Linked DNA regions of Anas platyrhynchos: region 2 is linked to region 1. The links are chromatin contacts, called in public Hi-C maps. All regions are on one chromosome and are shown on one strand. The core of a region is the stretch at or near the end of the contact, and the rest is flanking DNA. Distances in the headings are between cores, read along the strand shown.

Region 1 (5,061 bases), core at 637-3,136:
AAGAGCACAAAGCCACCTTAGTCTGATATTTCTGTGACTCTTTAAAACCTAAATAAACAATGGTTAAAGAAAACCTTGGTCTACAGGGAAAGAATGGCTGGATGATCAAAATGTAATAGGATTATTTTTTCTCTAACACTTTCTGGCCACAAGGTGTCAATCCTTACTCACAAGAAGAACTAATGGCTGGTACATTTCTCTGAAGTAGAACTGTAGCAAGTTTTAAGCTCTTCCAGGAGCAATGGCAATTGAGGAAATAGAAAATGAAAAGGCAGTAGATTGAAAGGATGAATATAGCCCTCAGCTGCAAAATCTCCCTTCATCTTGTAAGGACATCTCATGTATGCTTTGTAATATTCAATGAGCAGCTGCACCTACTTAGCTAATAAATAGATTAAATCAAAACTCAATTCTGTTGTTATATTTTTACAATGAGATATTAAGTAGCTGTACTCTCCTGAACATATTTATATTTAACAAACGTGAAAAATATCAGAAAAAATGAGAACTTTAGAGACATGTCCAGAAACACCTAACACTTCTGAATAACAAATCACAGAACAAAACAGTGAGGAAAAAATAAATGGGACAGGAAGGCCTTTAAAAAGTTTGGCACCATCTAAATGTCTCATAGCCAGGTTTTCAACAGTGCTTTAATAACGAAATAGCCTTTTGCCAACTGATGCTGTTTATACAGCATTTTGTCTTCAGAAATCCTAAAGGAGCAACTGAAATATATCAAAGATATTTTTCAATTCTACCATAGCTAATGGACACTGTATTCCCTGCAGGTTCATGTGGTGAGCATCATTTGCTCTGAGTAGCAGTCCTGCATGCACGTGTTCACCCTAAGTACTAGCATGGGAGTACAGCACTGATTTGCCCAAGAGGGAAAATACACATTACACTCCACGTGCGTTTTAGTGTTGGTTTCAACTGCTTGTTTCTATTCTGCTATATTTTTTTGACTCTGAGTAAGTGTTGAGTAGTGTGCGAATATGCATGAATTTACACTCTATGGTGTCACGTTGTTTTCTGGGGACTAGGGAGGCATTTTTGTCTCTCTGAGGACTCTTTCCTGGGTTGGCAAAAAACTGAAAGGGAAGAAAACTTTTCTTGTCCAGTCCACTGCAAAATAGTCCCTTTGCTGAGAGCATCAGCTGATGGCTGTGCAACCAGGATCTGGAGCTTGCCCGCAGGTCCCTTGATTGCCAGTGATGATGCATAAGGTGGAAGAAATCCAGCTCAACTGCTGGAGACTGGGCTGAGTTGGCAGCTCAAGAAAAACACTTTCTCCTTGAACCCAAGCGTGTTTCATGTGGAAATCATCACTAGATGGTAAACACTGCAAACTCTGAAGGGTCTCTGGGGAGCACAGAGCTGCAGTTCAGCAAGGGAAATAATAACAACTAGATGGGACTTCAAAGGGAATGAGGGAAAAAAATATATAATTTAGTGTCCTTGGTAAAAGCAAGGAGGCTCCTTAATCTGATGAAGCAAAAAGCTGCTGGGTTAATTTGCGTAAACATTACAGTGAATGCAGAGGGCTTCACCAGGCTACTTCCAGCCCCTCACATTTCCCTCTTCCCCTATCTGGCTACAGTGTCTGTGCTTGAAGGGTTGAGTGTCTCTTGCTGCCTCACAGCTCAGCAGGCCCATTACATACTGAATTCATTGCATTAAAAGCTGTGGCATATATTGCATTAAATGCTCTAGCGTGTTGCATCTCCTCAAGCTAACTCGTGTGTTGTGCACTAGTCCCTGAGCGATTCTCCTTCCTGCATGTGGCAAGGACATCTGGCACACTTTCTCCAACACTGAGGCGAAGGTTTTGTGGCTGAACAAAACTTTTCCTTGTTATGGAAACACTGCATCACAAGGGCCCAATTCCTTTGCTGAGAAAGGAAATGAGTCGGTTGGGTGTGTGCAACTGGGAAGAGTGAGGAGGAGTGAATCCTTTGTGTCTGTGGCCGTTTTTCCCCTCTTTTTGTTGAATCAGGGTTGTATAAATAAATCAGATCAGGACAGACATAGGATAAAATCTGAAGAGTGCCTCTATGTGTAGGTAAAGCACAACTAAGATCTGCTAAAGGTCTACGTGTGTCTGTGTTCACACTGACATGCTGACAACGCTCATTTTGCTGCTTATTAAACAACATTAATTTCAGATGCCATCTGATGCAGAACTGAAAATAGCTACAGCTACTCCCAGAGCAGCAGCAATAAAGTACAGGCTGGTGGAGCTGCTAGCTTGCTGGGGAACATGCCTACAGCACTGCCCTCGGACAGGTCTGGCTGCTCCACTGGGTTGGGAGGAAGCCGTATTGGTCTTGTGGCCACTCTGTTTGCAGCTGGGGTAGAAGAATGCTGCATCTCAATGTTTTCAAATTATATATATATATTTTTTTTTTTTTTTCTTTCTTTCCCTGATATCTGAACTGTCTCAGTCTATAATAAACAGCCCACCTTTTCCCACAAAAACAAACAAACAAACAAAAAAAAAAACAGGTTTCTCTTTTCCAAATCCTGTCCTTCGGGCATCCTGCTATCACTGCTGCAGAGCCCAGGTGCCCTGCTGGTTTTTCCACCACGGCCCTGACTGTGCCGAGCTGAATGCTGAATTAGCTTCTCAACTTTTATTTTCAGCCAAAACCACAGTATGCTACCTCTGCTTCCTTCCAGCCCCGTGTGCAAGTATTGCAGTATGTATATTGTACCGCCAGCTTACTGTTTGGGCTATTTTTAAGAAGATTGTTTCCAGCTGTCACTCTCCAGATTTTGCTTTTGAGTTATTGCAAGCTTTACCCTTTGTGTTTCAATGTGCTGCAGTTGAAAGAGTGGTAGGAAAAACAGGGGACCATCTGTCTGCTTGCAGTACACGGAGCAGCACTGCTGCTTCCTTCGTGCTGCCTTGAATGGAGCAGGTCAGCACAGCTCCGCTCCAATGCCTGGGGACCTTGGTGGCAGCCAGCATGGCTCCTCGTTTCCTATGGACCCCTCAATCTGCCACATGCTTACAGTCAGATCTGTAATCTGCCTGTATACCCATCAGAAACACACTAAATAATCTAATGGAGGTAGTATGACAAAGATTTTAGGCTTCTGTCATGCTGATTGTAAATGAGAGTGTGTGTAACAGTGACCCAGGTGTCCTACAAGGAAGCTACTTCTTTGTAGAAAGCTACAGGAACATCTAGCTATTGCTTTTGTTTAAGGTAATAAAATGATCTCAGGAGCCTCTGTGTGCACAGAAACCAAGAGGCTTTCTTAAGAGTAGGCTAAATAATAATAAACTGGTCATGGACAGTGGTAAACCACAATCCTCTCTAGGAAATACTCTCTGCTGCCTGACTCATTCAGTATCTCCCAGCGAACTCCTCTTCTGCTGCGTGTTAACTGAAGTAACAGCCTAGGTATTTGACATAGGGGAGCAATGGAATTTTCCAAAGCACAAAATTTAATGGGTTGTTACAAAACAAAACTCGCTTTTGACCTCTTGCTGAAGAATGTGGAGCTAATGCTTTCTATCAGCAGAGAGCTGTTAACGCGCTGAAAAGATGACGCTGATTCCTTGATGGGGCTGCAAATGAATTAGAATGAGGGGAAGAAAATTGTCATCTCGTACTGAGCACCTCATAATTTTGCTGTCACTTGAAGAGCTAAGATTACTGCCAGCAGCAGATAATACACAGCGAAAGGAACCAAAAGAAACAAGTTGGAGAAGAAGGGGAAAAAAAAAAAAAAAAGGAGGAGAGCACTTGTGCAGTGAGGCAGGGAAGGAAGAAAGGGTAATAAAAACCTGTTCTGAACAGTAAATTAGCCACTTGGAGTGGACTGAAGGCTGCTAAAATCTGCTACGTTCTTTCTGTAGAAATGAAGAAGAAAAAAAAATAAATACCCAAAGTCATCCTCAATGCTGTTTTGTTTTACAGTACATAATCATAATAAACCAATACATTTGTGCTTTGAGAAACTGCGTTAGAGGAAATGACAGCCAAGGCTGGTGACAGGGGAAAATGCTTCCAAAAATCTCTAATCAAATCCATGAGCAGGTTTTGAGTCCACCATGGGAGTAACCATTCCATAATTGTTTTCAGAGATCATTTGAGCACTTGAACTTGATTAGAACTGGTGCTCGTATGCTAAAAGCAAACTTCAGGCTGATTGTGAAATACGCTGTCCTTGTTGTGCTGCTTTATTATGCAAATCGTCCAGAGGGGGAGCAGAAATGACATGATTTGACCTATGTCACTGACTGAAAAGTGCAGATAGCAAATTGCGAATGTTACACCCAGCTATAGGGTTCTGTATTTTCCATTTCTATGTCCTGACCTAGATAATACAGTCTTGTTTCTGCTGCCCTAGCTGAGAGGTGTCTGTAACAGATCAAAATGTGAGATGGAAACTATAAACTGCAAATATTTATTCTTAAAATCGTATTTTGCAATTCACTGATGATTTTCTGGAGTAGTTCTTTTTTTTAATAGCCTATACATTCAGTAAGATTGTGGTATTTTCAAAGGCAGTTTACGACTTAGAGGAATGAAAGTGAAGAGTGTTTTGCTGGTGGGGTAGCAGGGAGTTGCAACACAGTCTTCCCTTCTGGGACCTTGTCACATCTGTGGTTTATCTCAGGAATTTTACAAGTGTTTTTCCTTCTGCTGTTCTCGTAGAGCTCCTTTGGCACCTCTGCCTTGGCATTGTTGACTCTCCAGCAAAATGTCTGGTGATTTCATTGCACCGAAGAAGTCCTCTGAGCACCCTGTATCAACCTGAAATAAACCATGCCAACAACCGTGCCCAGCCCCTGAAAAGCAAATGTCTGCACTAAAAAGCTGCTCCACTGATGTGATGAACTTCTGCTGATGTGGTGAATCTTCCTTCTCCTTCACTGAAGAGCACAACACCCAATTGGACTGCGAGGTGAGGACAATTGCTTCCCTGCTGTACCCTGTAAGGGCCACGATGAATGGCAAGGACAGTTTCTGTCCCACTTTAGCAAACCAGAACTTCTCACAGCATTTGGCTCAGTGATGGCATTTGTCCCCAAATACTGGCCGC
Region 2 (4,964 bases), core at 465-2,964, 180 kb after region 1:
AAAGCCAGCTCTTGCACTTGATGTCAGGCCACCACAAGCACAGTAGAGGACACGTAACTGTTTGCACATATTACAGAGTAATTTGGGAGCAACTAGTGAGCACAGTTTGGATGTCTGCACTCTATATGATGTGTGGTTTGCTCAAATGTAATGGAAGCATGCTTAGCATAAAGCCAGAAACAAGTGTTTACTGTGGTGCCCTGCACACTGTACCCTCAGGTGTTTGGCAGAGTTAACTACACACTTCTCTTTTGGAAGGTGATGTAGCAAGTTGGAGAGATGTGTCATATTTTAAATTACATATCCCATGCGGTGAAGTAAATCTGGTTTCCAGACACTGTTTATAGCTATTCAGCTCATGGTTTTTTTTTTGTTACATTTCTTAATTTTATGTCCTTTTGTACCACACCTAATTATTCTTATACCTTGGTTTTCTGTGTTTCAAGTACTAACACTCAAAACAATAACACATTTAAAAAAATACACGACCTATTCTCCACAATCTTCATGTTATCCTCATGTTGTAATATCCTCGTGTAACTCCAAAGCTTTTTGTGCCAAAATATTTTGCCTGATGCCCATTTCCCATTGACCTTACCACTGTCAGACCCTGTTTCCTCCCAGCTGCAGTTCTCATGTCCTAAAGTTACCAAAGGATCAGTGATTTCCTCCTTCTCTCTTCCTCTCTGGCATGCTGTCCATTCCTCACCATTTACCCTCAACAATTTGGAAGACGTCACTTCATGGCAAAACTCATCTGCAAGCTTTGCCATGTTTTCCTTTAAAATTCTGCACAGTTACCTAACTGGATCTGAGCAAGACACTCAAATGTTATTTTTACATCTCTTCTCACTCTTAGAGTACTTGCTGTCATGTCTGAACTATTGCTGCAAACCCTGAGGTCTTAATAAGAAGACCTCAGCATATGGCTAATAAGCTATGTGCTCGTTAAAGTGATCCTCTGCACAAAAACGATTTTTCTAAGGAAATGACCTATTCCCACCTTTCTGATTGGTGCCAAGTAGTGCCCATGAATAGTCTCATTGATTTCTAAGACACCAAGTTTTCAAGTAAAATGCTAGATGATTGTAAATAAGACTGTTACAGTCTGCATAAAACACTGGCTTACACCAGATAATATATATATATATATTTATATAATTGCATAAATGGTTTACTTGGTGCTCTTCAATTTCTTAACACTTGTCCTCTAAATTTAGTCCCATCTGGGGTGATGTGTTTGAGGTAGACTGTTAGCAGGCATACTTTTTTTTTTTTTTTTGAAAGTGGAGAGAGTAAAAGTCTGCTTCCATTGATTAGCTTTCACAGCATTGATTGAAAACCTGAATTTCAGCTATCCAAAAGGAAGACTGTTACCTTTTCCCAGTATTATGTTTTTCACCCTTTGAGGTTTTATTTATTTTTATTCTGTTTTGCAAAAGTTGATATTTATAAAAATGCAAAAGTAGGTCATTTGGGGTTGTGTTTGTTTTTTTTTTTAATTTATTTTGTTTTTAATAATAACAAGAAAGCTGAATTGAAATAGGAATCTCTACATGGCAGGGTAGTGACTAGCTATTTCTTAATGTTGCCCCCACCACAGAAAATTGAACTGCTGTTCAAAAGAATTTTTCACGTACTTCATCCTAGATTGCAACAGCAGCCGGTTTAGTTTTGCACTTCCATTTATGACATTCCTGAAGCTGCAAATCATACAGTATCCTGATGGTTGAGCTGCAGAAGAAAGCATCCCACTACTGTGAAATTGCTTAGGATGGATATGACACCAACTTCCCTAATATCTTCAAATTTATCAGAATTCTAGAGTCACAGAAAATTGTATTTTCCTTTAAGGTACAGATGGCTGCTTATATTCTGAGTACTTTTACGTGAAAACAAAGCCAGAAGGAATTTACTATTCCATTCATACCCTCCTGCAATCTTGTTACAGATACAAGTGATGAGCAGGTGCACAGTAGATGGAAAGATGGTAAATGCTTTTTTGTTTTCTTTTGCTTAGAATACAACGTGAGAATTGGCATTAATGGTGGAGATAAATATGTGCAATTAGTGTAACTGCTAGGCATGCCTAAAAAGATCTTTTAGCCCCATCTAGTGTTTACAGGCTGCATTTTTAAATACCTTGAGCAAGACCTAGGAGCAGACAAGCTCATTTGTAACCTGCTTATTCACTTGCTGTTGCACCCAACAGAAGTATTTCCCAATCCTGCACATATAAAAAGTTCCATATAAAAGTAGAGCCTGGTCACTATTTATCTGCATGATAAATTTCCCTGCATTTATCTGACATGACTGAGAGCTTCTCAGGGTATATTTTTGCAGTCAGTGCTTAGTGTTGTCTCAGGACTGTAAGCAGTTTGTAATGTGTGTACACTAGTTAGCCAAACATGCTGACATTGCATTTTTAAAGTACTGCATTAAATGCCAGCACTGGCTTTTGTGTTTGTCTCTGTATGTGGTAGTATTTCCCCAGCAATCCCAAAACTAGAGAGGGAAGTTATAGAAAAAATAGTTTTCATATTGTCCTAAAGCTCTCTTAAAGTCACTTACTGTAGCTAAACCTTTAGCATATATCTTCAATATGTACCTAGAAAAATCATTTTGGTGAAAGTTCATGAGAATTCATATTCCATGAAAAAATTGTTAGTAATTCAGTTGTCAAAGAGTTCGTTTGCTAAGGTATGGGAAAAAGATCCAGTAAATGGAGAGTGGCATTCCCTTCAAAAATATGTAGCCAAGATTGTCTTACAAAGAAATACCTAATTTTAGGAGGTAGAGAGGTGAGAATTGAGCCAAAATGCCATTGACAGACAAGAAATGGGAATAAAAATAAACCTGGAGCTCTCACCTAGTGGTACAAAGCATAACATTCCTGCTAGATTTGGATGGGACTTTGTTTTGTTGATACAGGCAATGTAGCTTACAACTCTAGCTCTTCAAGTCATCGTGTTTCTAGAGTGCTTCTGATGGGAAAACAATTTGTTTTGCTTACATGTGGTTTTTAACATACAGATGACTTCATACTTAAAACCTGTAGTACAATCCCTTAGACTGGATTGCTGCATGGTGTCAAGGTAATTTTACAGGACAGGAAGTTTTATTTTGATTCTAATTGCATCCTCCTTAATGCAGTGTGCCATTTAAGCATGCACCTATCCTTAGAGGAGAGATAGGAAGACAGACACATCCTATACAGGAATTGCAGGCATTCAGCACCTCCATCCTTTTCTTTGTTGCATTAAAGAGTCGCTTTGTTTTAGGAGCTGTGTGATTATATATGAGCAAAATGGAGGTATCCATAAATCTGTAAGGCCAACCATGCTGTTTTCTCTATCACCCCCCAAAATCTGCTTCTCCTAAATTTGCTGAATTACCACCACAGGGGAAAGACACATGGACAGCATATTTAGACATCACTCCTTTATGTTTATACTTACAATACTATTTCAGTCTAAATCTGTGCTCCTGCTACTGTGACTGTTCTCTTCCTTCCTGCCTTTCTGTTGTCCAATTTTTACCTACAAATAGGATACCTTTGGGTCGTAAGCTCCAAAGGACAAGAACTCTCCCTTTTTTTAGAGGTGGTGAAAATCCAGCAGCCTTTGTGATGTGTCACTTTAAACACTTTTTAATAATAAGATCTATTTGTTTTTAAAACAATCCTGTAAATACATGAGTGCTGCTACTTCTGGAGTTGTAAGCTTATCTAAAATACAAAGTTATTTTTGTACGTGGAAGAGCATAAGGTCCATCCATAGCAGTCTTACATTCAAAATGCAGATCTTTGGAAAAAATACTTTTCCTTTTAAATCTAAATGAAAAATGTTTAAATATGAAGCTGTCTTTGGAGAAAAGACTTTATTAGTTTCAATTCCTGTACATTAGTAGACCTGTCACTTAGGAGGCAATGTGTCACTGCAGTTTTGCTAGGCATCAATGCTAGTGATCAATTCAGTGTAATTTATTTTCCACTTGGATTTCCAGGACATGGAGAATAAACAAGGAAGTGCATTCAGCGTCAGTACTTGCACAGTGTTTTTTTTTGCCTTAGGGTTTCCAAATCAGTGCTTTTTTTCTAACAGAACCACCAAGTTGTATTAATCATAGATCTATTATTAACATGAGACCTTTTATCATTCTTTCAGAAACTTGGAAATGACACAGCTTCCAGGGAGTCTTCTGACACAGCGATGAGCTCAGAACGGTTGGATGGAAGCGGTACAGGTACAGTCTGGGTTTCCTGGTATAAACTCTTTCTGGAAAAAAAAAAACAAAAGTTCAAAATCACTCCTTCCTCCTCGAATTATGTACCTAACAATTGCTTAAGCAAAACACGAACTTACGCTAAGTGAACAAGATTAAAAACAAGCTTGCTTTTGTACTGTGTTTGACAGTGCTGCTTGTCAAGTCAGCTCGAGAGCTGTGTTGATGGCTGGTTGTTTTACTCCTGTGCTTCATGCTGCAAAGGAGGGAAAGGAGTCGGTGTATGTGCCTCAGGCTCCTTCTAATGGGTCGTGATTTGTAACAGAATTGGCAAAGCTAGAGCTGAACCCAGGAGCCAGCAAAAATATCTGCACACAAAGTGAAACTCCTGAATACATCTGAAGACCTCAGTACAACCAGTTTGCAAGGTTAATAGTAGTCAGTGTGGGTACCAGCTTGAGTAGTCCCAGCTTCTGGTTATCAGAAAACACATCTCACAGGCAATGGAGGTTGGCTTTTCCCAGGCTTTAAATGGCTTGAGCAAAATCAGGGCTGTCTGCAAAGCTGTGGAGGCCCAGGGATGCTGCCTGCATGCAGAAAATACTTAAATAAACTTGGTACTTACAGCACTGAATCACTCTCCAGCTAGGCCTGCTGTGTACTGGCTGAGGGCTCTTGTCAGGCTGTAGTGCTGGGCCCTGGAATGGCAGTGCTTTCTTTACCACTTTTGCTTGAGAGCT

What was found. A called contact is a pair of places that touch in the nucleus more often than the background predicts.
Region 2: a contact with region 1 is called in a Hi-C map of subcutaneous adipose tissue, with 4 times the contacts expected there. The contact joins two enhancer-like sites. A contact is called at or near these places in 3 of 8 Hi-C or Micro-C datasets (F1 follicle, liver and subcutaneous adipose tissue).

Annotation. Positions count from the first base shown.
Region 1 is chr2:62,657,550-62,662,610 of IASCAAS_PekinDuck_T2T, forward strand. It overlaps LOC140001897 (a long non-coding RNA gene), which reads left to right. Exons shown (of 3, transcript XR_011807625.1): 2 at 4,674-4,923. Among named protein-coding and RNA genes, the nearest start is that of CARMIL1, 9.5 kb to the right of the region's middle. Within about 2 kb of position 1,887, at least 5 of the 8 cell types and tissues checked have an H3K27ac peak or open chromatin away from gene starts, as enhancers often do.
Region 2 is chr2:62,837,392-62,842,355 of IASCAAS_PekinDuck_T2T, forward strand. It overlaps CARMIL1 (capping protein regulator and myosin 1 linker 1), which reads left to right. Exons shown (of 38, transcript XM_072034847.1): 35 at 4,167-4,245. Among named protein-coding and RNA genes, the nearest start is that of SCGN, 17 kb to the right of the region's middle. Within about 2 kb of position 1,715, at least 1 of the 8 cell types and tissues checked has an H3K27ac peak or open chromatin away from gene starts, as enhancers often do.